Linked DNA regions of Mus musculus: regions 1 and 2 are each linked to region 3. A link is a contact called in public promoter capture Hi-C data. All regions are on one chromosome and are shown on one strand. Each heading gives the region's core, a stretch centred on a gene start, on an enhancer-like site or on the middle of the called end of the contact. The rest is flanking DNA. Distances are from core to core; before and after follow the strand shown. Region 1 holds the start of Srsf6 (serine and arginine-rich splicing factor 6). Region 2 holds the start of Mybl2 (myeloblastosis oncogene-like 2). Region 3 holds the start of Fam83d (family with sequence similarity 83, member D).

Region 1 (4,538 bases), core at 1,872-4,371, 4.2 Mb before region 3:
GCTCCGGGATCTGGACTTTGACTTTATGTCTCCTTTGCCGTTCTCTTTGGGGGACCGAGACCGTGACCTACTACGTGACTTCCCATACTTATCCTTAGACCTGCTTCTTGAGTGGGAATGGGAGCCCCGGTCAGACTTGGGCTTCGATTTGCTCTTTGATCTGGATTTCCTGCCTTTTGAGCGGGATCGGGATCGACCTTTGCTCCGAGACCTAGATCTGTACAAGAAAAGCCAGATTTCTTTCAGTATCTTGTCAGAAAACACCTATACTCCATCAAGTGGTAAAAAATTAAGAGACCCAATACCACATTATTTACCGGGAGCGACTTTTTGAGATACTTCGAGATCTACTGCGGCTGCTTCTGCGACTCCTACTCCGAGACCTTCTTCTAGACCGTGATCTACACACAAGAGACAGTGATGTTTTAATCTTTTCAAGAATATGTTTTAGGGGGCTGGTGAGATGGCTCAGAGGTTAAGAGCACCGACTGCTCTTCTGAAGGTCCTGAGTTCAAATCCCAGCAACCACATGGTGGCTCACAACCATCTGTTACAAAATCTGATGCCCTCTTCTGGAGTGTCTGAAGACAGCTACAGTGCACTCACATATAATAAATAAATATATAAATAAATCTTAAAAAAAAAAAAGGAATATGTTTTAACTACCCATCTGTGGCTAGAATATCTGCTTACTACAACCAAGAAACACCGTAAATACAACTAGGCAACAACTGGAAATGACAAGCCTCCCCCCAGCCCTCGTTACCTGGATCTACTGCCAGAGTAGGAGCGCCTATGGCTTGTTCTTGGCTTATCTTCAATAAGCCTAATATTTCTGCCATTTATTTCTGTACCATCCAGTTTATCCAAAGCACGCTTCATGTCGGAGTAGGATCTAAATTCAATCACACCCTCATTTGTTCGTTCTTTGTGAGCATCTGCATAAGTCACTTCTCCTGCTTGCCGCATGAAATCCTAAAACAGTTAAGACTGATAAGCTCCAGAAATCTAAAGCAAGACCACGTAGCCAACTCTTAAGGAAAGTAACTGCTCTGTCTTTAAAACCCCAGGTACATACCTTTAAGTCTTGCCAACTGCAACGACTAGACAGATTTTCTACAATAAGCCTGTACTCTGTACGAACAGGTGGTCCATATTTGTCTCTGCCAGAAGTTCTCCGACTGCTGTATCCACCTCCACCACCTTTATCACATGAAGGGAGTAATTAGATGCGTTGCAATGACAGGCATGCATGTTTTTGAAAGTTAGTACAAACATAGCAACGTTTATTACTGGAGTAGGACTTTGCTATTATACTGCTAAACCCTCGATACATTTGTGATTTGCCACAAATTAAATTAAGGGCAAGTCAAATAGACTAAATCCAACTAAACCTCTCCTACAATCTGTTAGAGAGTGACTGCTCCTTTATTCAATTTACCTCGCTAAGTTTTATTTTACAGAACATTGTAAAATATAAAACTTAACTGATTACATGCATTTCTACATTTTACAAAAATGTTTACTAGTTACACTAAGTACTTACATCACAGTGTGAGGTTTTTGGTGGTGGTTTGGCCACAAAACACGCAAGGTAACAGTCACCTAGTTCAGATTAACCAGTTTTGTCTAACCCTTGGAATCCTCACCATCACCCTGCGTCTAATGGCAAAAGGCTGCTGTCGTCATGGCTTCCGGTAAGGTCAGCCAAAGGGTCATAGGGCAAGGGTCACACAATGTATGGAAAAGCCAAGGCCAATCAGGAAAGGCAGTCATCTTAGCCTCAGTGGACACAGCCTCAGCCCCATTGGTCACTTTCAAATTGAAACATCAAGGACTTGTTAAAAAGTTGGAATTCAACATGCAACAATTTCAACATTAAACATTTCACATAACCAAAATCCCCCCAACCCCCTCCCAGTAACATGCCCCAACTATTTCAAATACAGCATAAAGCTTATTTAGATTTACTTTGTGGTACTATGCCACATTACTTAGTTTAAAATGGCATTTTCTTTGCCCCCCCCCAATCAAGCCTCCCAGCTCCTAAGACTTAGACTTCAAGCTCCTCCCCTTTCCCCGCCCCCTGCCCCACCTCCACCCCAGCCTTCCTAGAAACTTCCTCAATGCTAACAAGCACTGACAGATAAGCAAGGGGGCATACTACAAATACAGCCAGCCCTCGCTTTCAATGGCAGAACCCAAGTCAGTGCCAAAGAGGGCCAACTGAAGCCACTCCTTCCAAACTTAAGTCAACCGGCCACCCGACCCCATTCCCCGCGCTCCGGTGTCCCACGGCTACCCGGGCATGCGTGGAGGTAGAGGGGCCCCGGGAACACCCAGGGCCGACAAGCCCCGGCCTCCGCGCCTGCCCGGGCTGGGGAGGTCCCACCCTGCCCACCCAAGTGACTGCACCCGCCCTGCGCCCCCAACCCCCGCCCCCCCCAGGTACCCAGGACGCGGAGCGCGCGGGGGTAAGGACTCACTGCGGCTTCCGTAGCTGTAGCCATCGCGGTCGCGGCGCGGGCCCCGGGCGTGCTCTACGATCACGCGCTCGCCGCACAGCTCCTTGCTGTTGAGCTCGTACACGGCATCGTCGGCATCCCGGGAGTCCTCGAACTCCACGAAACCGTACCTGCGGAGGGGCGGAGCGCGAGCCGCGCACCGGCGGGCGGGCGTGTCGTTAGCCGGCGCCGCGCGCTCCCGCGCCCTCCCCCGCGCGCGCGCGCTCGGGGCGCCGCCGCCGCCGCCATTTTAGAGGCCCTGCCACGCGGCGCCGCGGCCTTGGCCGCCTCGGGTCCTTGGGGGACCTCTCTCCGCCGCGGGGCGCGGCCTCCCAGACCCGACTCACCCATTTTTGAGGTCGATCTCGAGGAGGCGGCCGTAGCCGCTGAAAAAGCGCTGGATGTCCTTCTCGCGGACGTTGTAGCTCAGGCGTCCTATGTAGACGCGCGGCATGGCCGTGACCCACGGGTGTCCTCCGGGAGGCTGGCGGAGGGGCGGCGGGCCGCGGGGCAGGGCTGCGGTGCGGGTGCGGGGACGGCGAAGGCCCGAACACGCGCCTCACACCGCAGCGGCGGCCGAGTCAGCCACACAATGGTGCGCGCGCGCGCGCCGGCCTACGCTATAAGTGCCCGGGGGCGGGGCGCGGCGCGGCGCAGCGCGTGACGTCGTCGCGCAGCACGTCCTCTCCCGCGCCGCGGGCCGCTCCGGATGTGTTGGGGCGGCCCGCGGCGCGTGCCGTGCTTGCTGGGAGTTGATTTCGCTACTGTCATGTCCCCTGGCGCTGTGCAGCCATCAGCGTAAACAGCCGAGGCCCGGACCTTTTGAGTCGTGCCTAATAAACTGTTCTTGTGCCCAGGCACGCGGAGAACGAGTTTTATTTCTCATTGGTTGTCCGGGCTGTCAGTCTAGGCCATCTTGGTCTCTGATTGGTCTACTAAAAAAAAAGAGGTTGCTCTTTCCCTTCAGCGGGTAGCTCGCACTGGTTTCGTTGAGTACACGCTCTTGGGAGTCGGACAGTTCCTTAGTTTCTCAGCGGCTCGGGATCTGTCCCCGAGGTTTAGTGACCAGCGGGGGAGGTGCTGTGGCTGGTCTGGGTGGCATCCCTCCCTCTGCTCGGAGCTCTGACAGCTCTGAATCCCGCGCTCGCCGCGGCCGTTCACAAAGGGAGCATGGCTGGGCCCCATGGTCCTCCAAGACCCCCTATCCCCTTTCCTATCCATACTGTCCTTAACCTGGTTGGATCCGAAGGCAAACTATTTATAAAGCAGAAATACACACTTAGGAGTTTATGGAGGTGACATCTAATGCTGTAGAGTTAAACAAAACAGCCCCACTGCCCTGGAGTAAAGTTAATTGACTATCAAGGAGCATGCCTTGGGAGTATTCAAAGCACGGCGAAGGTTTGGCTAGAGAGGTAAGGAAACCGAAAGCAGAGCACGGTGTGATAAAAGCTGAGAGAAAAGACTGCCATTGAGTTAGTACCTGCTCTTTAGGAATTTGTTTTCTGCCCAGAATCTGGGCAGCCTCAGGCTTTTCAGCTATAATGAGAGAAGATTCTGTCCTCTGGGGCAGACCGGCAATGTTGATAGCACACAGGGAGATGTGTTAATAGTATTCTCGAGGGAAGAGAACGTCCTTAAGTTAGAAATATAAATATATATATGTAGACAGCTTTTAAAAATATTCATGGAACACAGAATGAAGTCAACACATAACAGTTTTATCAAATTGTCAATTTCTAAAAACTTGTTAAAATTTATTTGTGAGTGGTGAGAAGACTGAAGCCGGTAAAGGTGCTTGCTGCCAAGCTGGAGGACCCGACTTTGATCCTAGAGACCCACACGGTAGAAGGAACAACAACAACAACAAAAACAATTCTTGCAAGTTGTCCTCTGACCTCCTGATGCGTGTCATGCCTTCAATAAATAACTAAGTGTGATGATAACACATTTTAAAATTATTTGTAAAAGCAAACACACATCTGGATTCCACACGAGACGAAAAAGCCAGTATTTGTCATTCTCCTACCCTAT
Region 2 (4,677 bases), core at 1,962-4,461, 4.3 Mb before region 3:
TCTTTTTTTTAACTTAAAAAAAATGCATTTATTTTATGTGAGTACACTGTTACTTCCTTCAAATCCACTAAAGAGGGCATTGCATTTCAGATGGTTGTGAGCCACCACGTGGTAGCAGGGAATTGAACTCAGGACCTTTAGAAGAGCAGTCAGTGCTCTTCACCACTGAGCCACCTCTCCAGCCCAAGGTTTTCCTTTCTTTTTATCTGGATTAAAGGCCTATTCCACCACACCAAGCCTAACTTTGTTCATTCTTTCCAATTCTTGACTGCACGTGGGCACAATTAAGGGAGAGCATAAAACTCAGAATACAATTATTTGATGTCTGGAGGCTTTAAAAAAAAAAAAAACTAACATGGAAGTTTTCGTTGTTTTTGTTTGTTTTTCAAGACAAAGTTTCTCTGTGTAGCCGTAGCTATCCTGGAACTCAATCGTAGACTCAGAGATCGGCCTGTCTCTGCCTCCCTGCTGGGTTTAAAGGCACGCACCACTATCACCTGGCTAACATGGAATATTTTACCTGCTATCAAAATCCTATTGCCTAGTTTGATGGTTTGAGGAAGGAGATCACACTATGAATGCTAGTTAGGGACTGGAGAGCTGGCTCCACTAAGGAACATACTGCCCTTGATGAGGACCTAAATTCAGCCTCCAGCACCCTTCCCACAACCTCCCAGCTCCAGAAGGGTCCAGCCACTCTGGCCTCTGTGGGCACCTACACGCAAGTGCACAAAACCACCCACAGATACATAACTAAGGGAGAAAGGCAAACAACCAGTTTTTCACAGAACTTGGTTAATCCTTCCCCGGGACCTGCACTCGGTCACCTCGAGCAAATACGAAAGGTTAGTCAGTCATATGTAACTGGGAAGAGTAGAGATTTCCAAACGAGCAAGACGAGCCACACTTTGTGCCCACAAGTGTGCAGCGTTGGTGTCTGCACAGCCCTCCCTGTCTTCCCTCACACTCAGCACAGCCTCCCTCCCTGTCACTCCTACACACATACAAGCACTCTGGAAAGCCAGGTCCAGCCCTCAGCCCCAACCTCTGCTCTTGACTTCACCCACAAAGGTCAGCTCCAACTTCACATCCTGGAATTTGGCACAGAAAAGGCCTAAAGAAATATTTGCCCAGGGAAGGAGTGGATTTGTGAATGAATGGATACTTGCAAAGATGCTGCCTACGAAACAATTCTAAAAAAAAATCCCGACGAAAACGAAAAGAAGTTCCTAAGCCTAGCAATACGCGTCACAGAATCCAGAAAGCAGATTTGTATTGTCAGTGCTGACCCAATGCACGCCCCACCTACCATTGTAAAGCAGGAGGCAAAATCTACTAAACATTATCAGTTGAGTTTGCTTCTCCAAAACCCAGCACGAGGCCCAGATTCTATTAGAAGCTCAGCCGGTGTCCTAGGGAAAAGGCTCTGTGTAAGAGAGCCTGAAGCCTCAGTGCTGTGTAATAGTGACAGTATTTGGAGGGCGGGGGTCCTTTGAGATAGGTATCTCTATGTTGCCTTGGCTGCCCTGGAACTCACTCTGCAAACCATGCTGTCCTGTATACTGAAGAGATTCACCTGCCTGAGTGCTGTGATTAAAGACATGTGTTGCTGCTACCCGGCATGGTCACACTATTAAACAGATGGGAGTATCCATCAGTCACACACCTTCTTGCGCATTCTCAAGGGCTCCATTTAACAGACGGGAAAAGTGAGGCCGACAACGATTATGTCACACCAAGCTCCACATTTTTACACCCTAACCTCCCTAGGAACCGTAGCATGAAAAGCAGAGGCCAGTGTGCTGTTTAAAGAAAAGTCACACTTTTGTATATACACATACCCTTTCTCTTGCCCTTGTACGTTCTGGGCTATGCTCCAGGGAAAGGTGAGTCAGAGGCCAAGAGGGAAGTGGGCCACTGGGGTACAGGGAGTCACACCATGTGGCAGAGAAAGGCTCGTGAGGATGCAGGGGCACAGAGTCCACACTTCACAAAAGAGACCCTCAGATAAGCCCGGGGCTCTGGGATTAGTACTTCCAGATGCCCTTCCTGGGCACTGAACTGTCCTAGACACCGGGGCATGGGAAGCCACCCTGATCAGCACCCACAGACCAAACCAATACCCAACCCAGCCACGAAGAACTCTGCAAGTAAGCAAGCAGGCATCTCTGTGCCTTATCTTCATCCTAGGCCAGGTTCGGCCATCTGAAGACGGTGGAAAGGCGTTCTGAATTGGAAAGACCCAGAAGGAACACAGCAGAACCCAATTATCCCACGCCTTAGAAAGGCTGGAAAGCCCCGCGATTAGGCCCCAGATACACAGGTGTCCCAAAAGTCCAGACTTGACCCAGCCACCTAACCTCTAGGGAACTAAGAGGGAAACCCAGTTCCTGCCTTTGGCTCAGAGGCTGCTAGCAGAGCAGTCTCGTTGCACACCAATAGTCTTTACTCATCCCCAACTGCCCAAAACTAGCGTGGGACAGGAAGAAGGCTTCTGAAACCAAACCGAACCGGCCGCCGAAACCCCATGAGACAACGAATTCCCCGTCTCGCATCCCGCGGAGGGCCCAGGGGCTTTGTGCTTCCCGGAATGCTAACAAGAAAGGAACGCCAGCAAATTCGAGCCACTCTTGATCGACAAGTGTCTCCCAGGCTTCTGCCTTCCACTCGCTGCGACAAGGGGAGACATTCTCCCTACCCAGTAATGGGCCTCCAGCTGACACCGCGAGCGACAGCCTTCCTTCCCCACCCTGCAATTAGGCGGGAGATGATGGACCTCACCCAGGGCTGGGACCCGGTCTAGAGGGGGAACCCGCGCTTTCAGACTCCCGGGCCCAGGAGGCCCAGGAACCGAGCGAGGGGGTCCCGATAGCCTCTTAACGTGGCGCGCGCCCCTGCATCGGGCGGCGCAGGGTGCATTTCTCCCGGGGATCCCCATCTCACGCTTGCCGACCCAAGGAGAAGGGAGAGGACCCCAGCGCGCCCGCAGCCTCTCACCAGCGCGTCCGCCGAGACATCCCCCCGGCCCGGACCCCGCCGCACCCTTACGCCCGCCGGCCGAGCCCGGAGCGGGAGCCGGGCCGGGGTCAGGACTCAGGCTGCTCGAGCCGCTCCGGGCCCCAGGCGGTGCTCTCAGGCGTCAGCGTGTCTGCAGGTCTGGTCGCACGTTCCCAGGAACTGCAGCTGCCTAGGGAGCGCACAGAACCACTTTCCTATCTCCCGCCAAGTGCGTCGGCGCCGCCCGGCCCTGGCGCGCGAGCGCAGGGGCGGAGCATACGGAAGGGGCGAAGCGTACAAGACACGAGGGGCGGAGCCCGCGCGCCAGAACCCTAGGAGGGGCCTACTGTAGGGGCGGAGCCCAAGCATGGGGAAGAGGGGAGTGGTTTACCGGAGGGCAGAAACCGAATGTGCAAGCGGGCAGATGCTCTGTTAGTTGGCAATCTACTGTGTCCAGATACACCTACCTTAGGGATTCAATGAGGCGCGAGGCCTGGCTCTGTGTGAATCTTAGATAGACCCCGAGCCACACACATAGCAAAGACTGGAAGAACTGAATAGGAGAAACTTCCCGCCCAAATTGTCACTGCTTGGGACGGTCCAAGCCACTATCCCTAGAGCCCCCATGCTCCCTTTGACTGGGTTTGTATCTTTTCCTTTGCAAGCCTCTTGCTTCTTCAGCTGCCTCAGAGAGACCCAGCTCAAAATCCCAACATTTCTCTCACCAAACTTAAACCTCTCTTCTGTCCGGGTTAAATCTTTGTAACTCCATTTAGTAACGGCCTTCCAGATCACCACGCCAAGACACAGAGAGGCGAAATTAAGTCTTGCAGCTTTTGCTTGGGCCGTATTTGGACCAGGAACTCCCCACATCTTCCCCGACTGGGGTCTCCTGCCCATCTGCTTGCATTTGTGCGCATTTCCTCTGCTGAACTGTGAGCATTCTGGGATCCCAGCAGCCTTTCCTAGGAAATGTATTAAGCCCAGGGGGAAGGCTTGTTGGCTTACGTTCAATTTCTGATGGCAAGGGTTGTCTCTTTCAGGTTGTCATTTACTACCTAAAAACTGAGTGTCATCTTACTGGGACTCCCTGAAAGGATAGGAGCCTGGAAGAACCCCAGCCAAATGCCCTTTAGGCTCAGGCCTCAGATCTCTTTCCAAAAACTGCTGGCCCCTTTTAGACAGTACAACTCCGAAAACTTCATTTACTACAGAAGGATGAAGACTTGAAAGCTACAAGTTTTCACCTGGCTTAATTCAAGGCTTCCCCCCACCCCTCTCCCTTCAAAGGAGTTCATGTGGATCGCTGCTCTTCACGGCTAGTGTGCTTTACAGTGAGATCTCCTCGGGGGTGATTCCCAGCCTACCTTTCCCTAGTTCCATTATCTCAAATTATCAAACTTCTCCATGCCTGCTTCCTCACCTACAAAAACAGTTCATAGAAACCTTTGATCTTCATAACAACCCAATGAGTTATATGCTTGTATTACCCGATAGCAGATGGAGAAACTGAGGCACTGACTTCCCCAAACTGTAGTTCTAGAGTTTATAGTAAGGAAAGGGGTAAGGAAAGGGCAAATGGCTTTCCTCCTAGCATCTTTGGCTTGTTTGCAAATTAAATGGATAGGAAATAGATTAACGGGAGGAAACTCAGGTTTAATTACTTGCATATCCATTGGA
Region 3 (4,370 bases), core at 779-3,278:
GACATCGCCACTCCAGATTTTCTTCTAGCCCCTTCCTCATCCCCAGTCCTCCATGAACTAAGGACGAGAACCACACCCCCTCCTCTGTGACCCCAGCCCTGGCAGTGTGACAGCTGGGAGACTCTGGGTAAGTATGCACTTGGGCATATATACAAAAAAATGCTCATTGGGTTTCCCACCTTTCTCCGTGGGAACGCCCAGCTTCCAGAGACAGGGATGTAGGGGAGGTGTAAAGGAAGTAGGTACAGAGGGAAGCAGGAGGCCCCATCCACTGATGTTTTTCAGATTGCAAGAAAGATAGGGAAGTCTGCTGTAGCTGTGATCCCTTTTAAGGCAAGTTTTCCTTCTGACCTCTAGCTCTAGTGCCTTCACCCAACTGAGCAAAAGGTTAGAGCAGCCCACACCTCTGCCTTTCCTGGAGACCAGGTCTTTCCTTCTCAAGGTGTCCCCAAGGAGTGCTCAAATTCTCCTCCCAGAGGGAAGCTTTGGGCATGCACCCTTAGCCCACAATTTTGCCTCTTCCAAACGCTTTATAATTTTGTACTGAACTCACAAGTGAAACATTTCCAGCATCAAACGGACCCTCAGCCCACCCAAAGCTCACAGGATTAACATGAATCCAGCCATAGCCATACTATTCCCTGAACAGCTTGGTCACCTACACTCTTATCCTCAAAGTCCTGCCTGTCAGGTACAGAACCAGCATCAGAACTTTGGCTTTGGCACTAGGAAGGCAGAGGCAGGAGGATTGCCTGAAATTGAAGCCTGTAAGTTCCAGGTAAGCCTGGGTTACAGTGACCTTGTCTTGCAGAGAGGAAAACAAAAAACAAAAGACAAAAACAGAACGCAAACTTGCTCCTAGACTTGGTGATGTCAACCTGATCCGCACCCTAACATATAGCGGTGCCAGGCCTACTAAGTCTTGACATGGTCTGAGGCTTTGCCCGTCATGTTCCAGGCAGTCAAAAGGTCTGGGAATGGAGCAGTGTTCACCAGCATGCAAACTTGTAGCCACACCCTCCCAAGTGGAGCCCTTTCTCCCTGATCTATGGCAGGCCAGACTCTATACTCCACCCCAGGCCAATCGGGCAGTCTGACACTAGCTAAGATAAAAACCCATTGTAACCAGTGGCTTATCTAAAGCACAAATATTTGCATTTTGGATCAATGCTACTTGGAACAGTCCCAGGCACTGTGGGTTAAAAATATCTCCCACCAGACTCACTCACAGAAGTGAAAGAGATAAACCGACTGCTCGAATTTATCTGTCTACAACATTAAGAAGCGTGGAAAAGTGGTAATTACAGATCTCCCCATGGTCTCCGGGTATCATCTTTTGGGTAAAACTAAGCTTTTACTTAGCTCCTGAAAGTGAGACCTAATGTCAGCTGACGTCCCTGGAATTCTGCAATCCACTTTGGTTTGAACTAACAGTCGCTCTGTTCCAGGGGTACCAATAACAGAAGTTGGAACTACGACATGACTCAATTTTCAGAAGGCCGATGCTCCTCCCCTACCCGCTGCCAGGGGGCCGCTCACCTCTCGGGCGGAGCGCAACTGCTGGCGCAGCGCATCCTTGCAGCCATACGGGCCTCCGGCGCCCGCGCCGCGGGGCTGGAAATGAGCCTCGACACGCGTGGCACCGCGGTAGGCACCCTGGTAGAAGGAAGGCCAGCCGAGCTCCAACGCCGGCGGTTCCAGGTCCGACTGCTCCGGAAAGTAGGTGCCCGACGAGCATTCGTGAGAGGAGCCGAACGAGTCCTCCGCTACCGCCGCCCCATCCTCGCCCGGCCGCTCGGCAGCGCCCAGAACCTCGCGCACCTCGTCGGCGTTGAGGAAGCGGCCCAGCCGCTCACGCCGTAAGAAGGCGGCCCAGGCGTCGGGACCACCGGCCAGCAGCTGCTCGAGAGCCAGACGCCGCGCCTCGCTGAACAGCTCCGTGGGGTTGGGCGGTCCGCACGGAGACAGGCAGGCCGCGGGAAGGTCGTCCAACAGCTCGAAGCGAGCAGCCATGGCAGTGCCCAGAACCGATCCACTTGTCTACGGTGGTAGTCTGAGTTTTTATAGGCATCTTTGAATCAAACCAGCCCGCTCTATTGGCTCGCCGCCCCGCCCCAGCAATCCCATTGGCTGGATGTCTCCCATGCGTACCAAAGGCTCTGCCCCCTCATTGCTATTGGTTGCTCCTGAGACAGAACCCGCCCACCCTCTGCTCTCACTGCCTGATGGCTGAGCGGAATTTAAATCTGACTTTACCCCGCCCTAGCGGCTCCAGAACCCTGCCAACCCGGGACATAGCCCCGCACTGTCCGAGCACGCCCCCTGCCGAGTGCCCTATAACATGGTGCTTCAAGGACTCGGACTAGGGGTAGGACTTGCTCCTGGACATGCTTATTTTGGTGTGATCAGCCTCATTGCCACTCCACCCTGCATCTAATCATTAACTTATCAATACAGAGAGCAAGTGAGAAGGAGAGAAGGACAGAGGGACGGAGGGAGGGGGAGGGAGAAGGAAGGGAAAAGATGGGGAGGAAGAGAGACAAAGAGACAGAGATAGAGCCTGGAGTGGTGGTTCATCAGTTAAGAGCACTTCCAGAGGATCTGGGTTTAGCACTGTCTCCCCTGGCAACCTCTAACCACCTATAATGCTTCCAGGGAATCTGATGATGCCCTTTCTGGTATCCACGGACACTGTATGCATACGTAGCACACAAACATACACATTAAATAAAAATAAATAAATGTCTTTTTTTCTCAGTGGTGCAGAGCTGGGGGTGGTGGCACACTCCCAGCACATGGGAGGTTAGGGTAGGAGAATCTGGAGTTCGAAGCCATCTTATTCTGTGTCAATCCTAAGAGAGGTCACAGAAGACCTTGCAAACATACACATATATATCTATATACATATACACATACATATATGCTCATACATATACATCTATATACTAATCCACTGTGGTATCTACTTCTTCGCTTAAAGGTCTCTCTCACTCTCTCTCTCTCTCCCTTTCTCATATCTTGTAGCGAAGGATGACCTTGGCTTTCTAACCCCCTGCCTCTACCTCTGTAAACTTAAAACAAACCAGTACTGCTGTGAGGATCTCCTCCCTCTCTTCATCCTTCCCTGGTTCCAGCCTTCTCAGGGAAGTTATTCAAGCCCAAAGGCAAGAGCTTCCTGTGTCCCCACTCTGGCATCCAGGATGCAGAAGACTACCTTCCTCTATCAAATCGAACCAGCTCTTGCATGTAATAAGGACAGGGGCCAGGCCTGAGGCTGTACAGTCACACAGTGTCTTTGCCTCTGTTTCCTGGGTTAAAAGCAAGGATAATCAGAGATCATAATCTATGATCCCATTGAATGACGTAGAGCATTGCTCTCCACTATAAGCTAAAGGAAAAAGCCCAGAGAGGAACATGGGAAGGCCCAGGACAAGTCAGTGGAACAGAGGAAGGGAGCACCCTGGTAACATAAATAACATAAACCAATCAAACTGTAATAAAACTGCTGCTGTAGGATATCACGTGACTTCGAAGAAAATATTTGACAGGATAAAGCCCAACACTGACCACCTATCTTTCCTTAAATTCATAAGTTTTCACCACTATCTCCCAATCTAGAAACCTCTTTAGTTCCACCTATGAATCCCCAAAGCTCCCCTGACTTGGGGACCTCCTCGGGGAGCCTTCTGGGTGCAGCCATGTCTGGGAGCCTCCCTGGCACGATCTCTTGTGGAACTCAAACCAGTCCCATGCAGACGAGGGCACAGCAGTAACCACAGTCAGACCAGCAGGTGTTATTAAAAGGAATTTAATAATCTTAATTAAAAATCCATAGCAATGAATTCCGTCACAGGCCTTGGCAGCTGGAAGTAACTCCAGAGGCACAGGCCCCTTGGTGACATGGTCAGACCCCATCTTGGAGGCATGGAGCTGCTTCAGAACGATATCAAAGATCCATGAGAATATTTTTTTAAAAAAGTTTTAAATATATTAGACTCTTTTGATTGCCATTTTTTACACAAAGCTGCTGATACAGTATACAGAGTTTTAACTTTTTTTTCACATAAAATACATTTTTTTTTCTTAAGTGTTCTCTGTACATCAGTGGCTTCTGGTCTGGTGAATTATTGCGGAGGGCTGGGTGTCTGCAGACTTTTCCTAGGTATGCAGAGCCAGGCCCCGCACAGTGGCATTTGAAGTGCCCATGAGAAGCAGGCCCTCTGGTCAACAAGGGAGAGGTCTCGGGCTTTCTAGAAAAGTGGTGGGTCACTTTAGTGGAGCTGTTGGCCCTGGCCATATGACCCTTGGCTTTTCTGTGCCCTGGGGAAGAAGGGGATATCACCAGGCTACAAATAGCGACAGTTCAGACA

The links. Promoter capture Hi-C pulls out the DNA fragments that hold promoters and counts their contacts.
Region 1: a contact with region 3 is called in a promoter capture Hi-C map of pre-B cells. The contact joins the promoter of Srsf6 here to the promoter of Fam83d in region 3.
Region 2: a promoter capture Hi-C map of pre-B cells shows a contact between it and region 3. The contact joins the promoter of Mybl2 here to the promoter of Fam83d in region 3. A contact is called at or near these places in 2 of 39 promoter capture datasets (cranial neural crest and pre-B cells).

Annotation. Positions count from the first base shown.
Region 1 is chr2:162,930,091-162,934,628 of GRCm38.p6, reverse strand. It overlaps Srsf6 (serine and arginine-rich splicing factor 6), which reads right to left and starts at 3,121. Exons shown (of 6, transcript NM_026499.4): 1 at 2,852-3,121; 2 at 2,487-2,635; 3 at 1,079-1,203; 4 at 767-975; 5 at 318-401; 6 at 1-217. The coding sequence starts at 2,958.
Region 2 is chr2:163,053,169-163,057,845 of GRCm38.p6, reverse strand. It overlaps Mybl2 (myeloblastosis oncogene-like 2), which reads right to left and starts at 3,211. Exons shown (of 14, transcript NM_008652.2): 1 at 2,998-3,211. The coding sequence starts at 3,017.
Region 3 is chr2:158,765,757-158,770,126 of GRCm38.p6, reverse strand. Fam83d (family with sequence similarity 83, member D) reads right to left here and starts at 2,028. Exons shown (of 4, transcript NM_027975.2): 1 at 1,540-2,028. The coding sequence starts at 2,013. Ppp1r16b (protein phosphatase 1, regulatory subunit 16B) reads right to left here. Exons shown (of 11, transcript NM_001159662.1): 11 at 3,793-4,370.